Regions from separate parts of the Mus musculus genome. Here region 2 is linked to region 1. Evidence: chromatin contacts called from public promoter capture Hi-C data. All regions are on one chromosome and are shown on one strand. The core of a region is the stretch at or near the end of the contact, and the rest is flanking DNA. Distances in the headings are between cores, read along the strand shown. Region 1 holds the start of Upk2 (uroplakin 2). Region 2 holds the start of Tmprss13 (transmembrane protease, serine 13).

Region 1 (3,506 bases), core at 335-2,834:
TGCAACTTTAAATTTTTGAAAGAAATTAAGTTTCGGGTTTTACCTCAGACCCACTGTATCAGAAGCTACATCTGAACCAGTTTCCTGATCGTCCATTGCACAGTAAATTTGGAGATCGTCTGGTGAGAGTTCCTCCTGCTCCCAGCCGGAGCCCCCAGGTTCTGTTGTCTTCTACCCCCTACACACATTGCAGACTTTAAGTCCACCCAGCATGGGGGAAAGGACAGAACCCCATCAGCCCTTCAGTGGCCCCCACTTTTCCACTAGGACCTTTCTCTGGGGTTGGGGAAAATGGGTGGTTCCTGGAGCAGACCCTGACGGTCTGAGCTCAGGTCCTATCGAGTTCACCTAGCTGAGACACCCACACCCCTGCAGCCACTTTGCAGTGACAACCTGAGTCTCAGGTTCTGCATCTATAAAAAGCAGTGCCTTTCAGGAGGGCATGCAGAGCCCCCTGGCCAGCGTCTAGAGGAGAGGTGACTGAGTGGGGCCACGTCACTCGTCCATGGCTGGAGAACCTCCATCAGTTCTCCCAGTTAGCCTGGGGCAGGAGAGAACCAGAGGAGCTGTGGCTGCTGATGGTGTTTCTTCCCCAACTGTTGTCCCAGGCATCGAACCCCAGAGCGACCTGCACACAGTCCACCGCTGAGCCACACCCCAGCCCTCCACCTCCTCTGCTCCTGGTTACAGGATTGTTTTTGTCTTGAAGGGTTTTGTTGTTGCTACTTTTTGCTTTGTTTTTGTTTTTGCTTTTTTTTTTTTTTTTTTTTAACATAAGGTTTCTCTTTGTAGCCCTAGCTGTCCTGGAACTCACTCTGTAGACCAGGCTGGCCTCAAACTCAGAAATCCACCTTCCTCCCAAGTGCTGGGATTAAAGGCATTCGCCACCATCGCCCAGCCCCTGGTCTTGTTTCCTAAGGTTTTCCTGCTTTACTCGCTACCCGTTGCACAACCGCTTGCTGTCCAAGTCTGTTTGTATCTACTCCACTGCCCACTAGCCTTGCTGGACTGGACCTGCGTTTACCTGGAAGCCTTCACTAACTTCCCTTGTCTCCACCTTCTGGAGAAATCTGAAGGCTCACACTGATACCCTCCGCTTCTCCCAGAGTCGCAGTTTCTTAGGCCTCAGTTAAATACTAGAATTGGATCTCAGGCTCTGCTATCCCCACCCTACCTAACCAACCCCCTCCTCTCCCATCCTTACTAGCCAAAGCCCTTTCAACCCTTGGGGCTTTTCCTACACCTACACACCAGGGCAATTTTAGAACTCATGGCTCTCCTAGGAAAACGCCTACCTCCTTGGAGACAGCACCCTCTACAGTCCAGGAGGCAGACACTCAGACAGAGGAACTCTGTCCTTCAGTCGCGGGAGTTCCAGAAAGAGCCATACTCCCCTGCAGCTAACTAAGCTGCCAGGACCCAGCCAGAGCATCCCCCTTTAGGCCCGAGGGCCAGCTCCCCAGCCTGAAAAACCTGTCTGGGGCCCCTCCCTGAGGCTACAGTGCCCAAGGGGCAAGTTGGACTGGATTCCCAGCAGCCCCTCCCACTCCGAGACAAAATCAGCTATCCTGGGGCAGGGCCTCATTGGCCCCAGGAAACCCCAGCCTGTCAGCACCTGTTCCAGGATCCAGTTCCCAGCGCAGTATGGCATCCACACTGCCTGTCCAGACCTTGCCCCTGATCCTGATTCTGCTGGCTGTCCTGGCTCCGGGGACTGCAGGTCTCTATTGCTGGTGGGAGCGAGGAGGGTTTCAGAGCGCTAGACAGGGAGCATTGTCTCCCCAGGGCTCTCAAGGACAGAATGTTGGTCTAGCTGGTTGGGGTTGAGAGTTACTAGTGGTAGGGATCAGGTGACAAATTCCTGGGCTTCTTCCAGATCCAGGAGTCAAGAAATTTGGGTAAGTGTCCAAGGTTTGTGTGAGTTGGGCGAGACTGGGGACTGACTGGGTGCCATGGTCTAGTCTGGGTGCCATGGTCTAGTCTGGCTCCCAAACAGCGCGGCGTACCCACCATCTGCAGCTCAAGCCTGCCATCTGGTGGTCAGATCCACACGCTCCTCTTCTGTCTCTGCACCCTTAGCAATGACCACCCACCCACCCCGCCAGCTCTGAGTTAAGAGGGGGCTAACTCCTGAGTTCCCTCTCGGCTCCCTAACAGACTTCAACATCTCAAGCCTCTCTGGTCTGCTGTCTCCGGCGCTAACAGAAAGCCTGTTAATTGCCTTGCCCCCATGTCACCTCACGGGAGGTAATGCCACATTGATGGTCCGGAGAGCCAACGACAGCAAAGGTAGACCTCCCTTGTACCCATTTATTCTACTCGTCGTAACCCCTCTTAACGATACCCAAGAGCTGCCCGTTCTACAAGAGTGGACTGCTAGAAATCTGATCTTGCCTTTCACTCCTATTTCCCCTCAGTGGTTAAGTCAGACTTTGTGGTGCCTCCATGTCGCGGGCGCAGGGAGCTTGTGAGCGTGGTGGACAGTGGGTCTGGCTACACCGTCACAAGGCTCAGCGCATATCAGGTGACAAACCTAACACCAGGAACCAAATACTAGTAGGTACCGATGGACACCTGTGGAGGTGGGATGCAAAAAAGGGAAGTGGAGGTCCCGTGAGGGTGGGGAAGTGCCAGGAAGCATGAGTTAGAGAGGGCACAGCTAAAGGGTAGGAAATGTGAACCTGGACCCCAGGAGGGCCCAGATGGGACACATAGCTAGAAGGTGGAGGCTGGAACCCCTCCTCCCGAGTGCCAGATACGTACAATCTCTGCTTTCTCTCAACTCCTGCCTCTAAAGCATATCCTACCGAGTACAGAAGGGGACATCCACCGAGTCCAGTCCAGAGACTCCCATGTCCACGCTTCCTCGTAAGTAAAATGCCCGTCTCTCACACTTCCCTAAGCTCCGACTTTTTTCTCCTAGAGCAAGTTAGATAAACTGTTTTCTGAGCGCTCAGTCGCTCTCTCTCCCCCGCCCCAACCCCCCAGTATTTGGTATGGCCACCTCCTGTCCTGTTCAATCATCTCTGCACTAGAGGTTCCTTGTGCAGAGGGATGATGTCCTCCTTGGTGGCTCCTAAGTGTTGCTGTGAGGGGGGTCTATGTTTGCTTGACTGGTTGGCTGGATGACCAGTTGAACTGATGCTGGCGGCTACTTGGATGGCTGGGCTAAGCTGTGAACCACAGGAGCTACCTAGGAACCCCTTCAACTCACAGAGGTTCTCCCATCTTCTTCTGACAGGAAAAAACATGGAGTCTATTGGGTTAGGAATGGCCCGGACAGGAGGGATGGTGGTCATCACAGTGCTGCTGTCTGTGGCCATGTTCCTGTTGGTCGTGGGTCTTATTGTTGCCCTGGCACTGGGTGCCCGCAAATGAGAAGGGCTCTCCTGCATCCCAGGCTCCTCCAAGAAGTCCAGCCTGCCTCCTGCCAGGCTGTAGTCACTGGCTTCTCAGTGGCTTTTCTTCCCTCTCCCCGCCCCCTCCTCGAGTCCACTCCTGACAGT
Region 2 (3,326 bases), core at 16-2,515, 860 kb before region 1:
ATGTCCTGTCCTTCCAACCTGCTTCCACATTGGTCCCTAACTCTAGGAAGATGAGTTTCCCAGATGAACATGCTTCTCTAACCCCACTCCAGGAGAGAGGCCAGGTCTCTGCCCATCTCTAACTTGAACAGATAGAACTTGATAGATAGCTCAGTCCCCATCTTTGGGTCTGGGGACTAGCAAGTTTTCACGGAAGATAGCCATGGCTGTGTGTGTGGCGCCCCATGCTTCCTACAGAATGCTACCCCCACCCCATGCTCCCTGTTCTGCTTCCTGTGGGGACATGAGCCAAAAGGACCAGAGCAGAGAGCAAAGGAGAAGAGCAGAGAGGGGTCTGGAATAATAGGAGAGATAACAGTGCCTTCGGAAACATACCCGGGTTCAGAGTGGACCACAAGCCAGGCACAGTCTAGAACATATGGTGAGCTGGATTTCTTCAAACCCAGGGCTTGTTGGACTTTCTAGAGTCTCAGAGTCCACTCTATCAATAGAGAACAGAAAAATATGGAAAAGAGCAGAAAACAGGACCTAGGAGAAGTTAAGCAAAAAGAGGGGCGCATTAAATAAGGCTTTGTGGATACCTAATGTGTGTACAAGACCCTTTTCTACACAGGACAACCCCATTGCTCTCTATCACCTCTAAAAGCAGCAGAAGAAGCTTAAGATATAGCAGAAGACACTGTGGTTAGACATAAGGAAGCACTTCCCATGTACTTTACGTCCCCTAGTAAGTAACCAATGAAAAAATTTAAATGTACATTTAAAAAGAAGACTCGCATGCTTCCGGGAAGGGTTAGGAGTCTAGCTAGGAGGTAATCCTTGAAGATGAGTTAAAATACCTTTGGGTTCTCAAACCAGCAAAAATGAATCTAGATTAAATCCAATCCTCAAACAGCAACGCCAGATTACCAAGTAACTCCAGAGCTGTTCTTGCCAGGGCACACACAGGCCACAGCCCTGTCCAGGCCTTGGCCACACAGCCCAGGGGTGCCTAATAACCAGACTCCATATTTTATTGGTTTCTCCTCCTCGGAGTTCCTTCTAGGGACTAAGATGAAGCAGTTGAAATCACTGGATCCCAGGCAGCTTCCAGCCAGCAGAGACATTCTGTCTTCCCTACACTCGGGGCAGGTCTTGGCAGCACCCTGCCTGACTCCAGCCTGTCCCTTCTCATGCCTGGGAAAGCCCAGGAGACCGCGGCGCACTCACCCGGTGGCTGCCTCTGTCCATGGTGTAAGAGAATGCTTCTTCCAGGCTCAGCTGATGTCGAGGGTAAGATCCATGTTGGCCCCCAGTCCCCCAGCGTGTGGGGAAAAGGAGGCTGAGGGCCGAGGGCCGGCCCTCAGCAGATGGGGCGGGGAAGTCGGTGGGACGTGTGAGGTAACTCAGGTATAAACAACCCAGAACTCGCCAGACCTGTCCTTCAGCCCCATCCCAGTTACTCAGCTAATACCTGGGCTCTTGAAACTGCCACCACATGAGCTTCTGTGTGTGGGGTCCCCTTCACCGCCCCTCCCAGAGGGTTCCAGACAGGATCTGAGATTATGGGAAGCCCTTCGAATGTGGTCACCTGAGCCTTCCAGGAAGACCCTGCCCTCAAAGTGTGCTCATTTCTAACTGTGTCCAAATCCCAAATCTGGACATGAGATGGACTTTTTTTTTTCCTGAAAAAAGTTTTTTATGAAAACTCTTAACAACGACAAGAGAAATCAGATGGTTTTAAATGGTGCACATAATGAATTACCTCCATTGGCAGCAATAAAATATTATGAATTATATCAAAATCAATTACTATAAAACATGTATGTATTTGAGTGGAAACCGGTCTGGGGAATATATTAGGCTGACTCATGACCTCCTACCCTGTGCTCCATCCTGATCATTAGAGGCAAAAGAAACAGAGGAAGAGACACGTGTCCTAAAGCAAAGTCGCTGCGCTCAGAAGTGTGGAAGCAGAAGAGTTAGGTGGACTTGGGAATGCTCCCTTTGTGATAAAGCCCCAGGGTGGCTGCAACTTCGCTGAGATCCGTGGATTCTGCGATTGGGTCTGTGTTCCCCCATGCATGAATCTGTACCCAGATAAAATTCTCTTTGCTTTTATTTTTGCCTCTTTTGTGAATTCTTGGTTTACGTGCAATCCTAGAAGCTGGACAGACCTAGACCCCTGGAGCTGCGGTGCCAGCACTGATGGGGCTGGGAGTGGGGTGTGTGTGTGGGGGGGGTGGGAGCTGGGACACTGACCACACTCAGCAAACCAGTGAGGCAGTTCTGGCATCAGACAGTGGGAGGGAGGGGGGCAAAGCCGGAGGAGATGGCGAGGCTGAGAATGCCCTGACAATTAGGAGCAGTGGCCATGGTCAACTACTAGGGTGGAGTCTGAGGCTGCCTCTTGACCTTTTAGATAAACAGATATGAAAACTGTTCTAGTTTAGGGTGTTCAGGGAAGTCTAAAACACAGAGGCTCATGGGAAAACTCCTGGAAGACCCAGGCAGAGAGCCAAGGAGTCTCTGACTTGGCTGCATTACTTCACTGGCTGCTCTTCAAGACATCAGAACTTGGCCCTCGCTCTCTTCCTCTCGCTGTCCACACTCTGGTCATCCAGGTCTGGGCACAGGCTGGCCACATTGTGTGCTGGGTCCTCCTCTTCCCCTCTCCTAAGGAGGTCCCCTCTGGGCACCAATGAGCTACAAGGCTATGCTTCATCCTTGGCACCCAGAGGCCGGTCCTGGAGGGCTCCATCAGTCTTCCAGGCAGGTCAGATGTCTTTTCCAATCCAAGTCCCCAGAGCCTCTTGGAAGAGCTCAGATAGGGGGTTCTGGGCAAGTCAGAGGGAGCAACTGAAGGCAAGATCGATTTGGAAGCCTACGAGTGTGCTGTCTGGGAATTGGTGATGACACATAGCACCAAGAAGTCAGCTCTGGAGCAATGTCAGCTTTTCCTTGGTCTTCTGTCCCAGAATTCTTGCTAAGCAGGTTATGCTGCCCTCGGTGTCCCACAGAGTGGGTTCAGGAGGCACAGAACGCTGATCCTCAGCCTCTTGGAGTAGAGGTGGGATTTCCAGGGCTTTTCTTCGTTTTGAGGAAGGCTTTGGGCTGCCTGGACAAGACTCAGACCCTTCCCCCGACAGAGTCCAGCCTTGAAGCTGCCCTTTCCATCCCTGCCCTGGCTGGATCTTCTCTTTCCTAGTGCCTTTCTTCCAGGTTCCATGCCTTCCTACCTGGCTATCCCATCCTGTCTTCCTCTGACTGACCCTTTCCTCTGAAAGCTTCCAAGCTGCTTTCTGGAGAGACTCATGGCAGGCCTGCCTTCTCTCTACTGGGGGATC

What was found. Promoter capture Hi-C pulls out the DNA fragments that hold promoters and counts their contacts.
Region 2: a promoter capture Hi-C map of pre-B cells shows a contact between it and region 1, with 2.9 times the contacts expected there. The contact joins the promoter of Tmprss13 here to the promoter of Upk2 in region 1.

Annotation. Positions count from the first base shown.
Region 1 is chr9:44,452,845-44,456,350 of GRCm38.p6, reverse strand. It overlaps Upk2 (uroplakin 2), which reads left to right and starts at 1,584. Exons shown (of 5, transcript NM_009476.2): 1 at 1,584-1,720; 2 at 2,158-2,289; 3 at 2,418-2,556; 4 at 2,798-2,868; 5 at 3,242-3,506. The coding sequence starts at 1,645. The coding sequence ends at 3,378.
Region 2 is chr9:45,317,039-45,320,364 of GRCm38.p6, reverse strand. Tmprss13 (transmembrane protease, serine 13) reads right to left here and starts at 1,265. Exons shown (of 13, transcript NM_001013373.2): 1 at 1,210-1,265. The coding sequence starts at 1,230. Lncbate3 (brown adipose tissue enriched long noncoding RNA 3) reads left to right here. Exons shown (of 4, transcript NR_040720.1): 3 at 1,046-1,272; 4 at 1,887-2,099.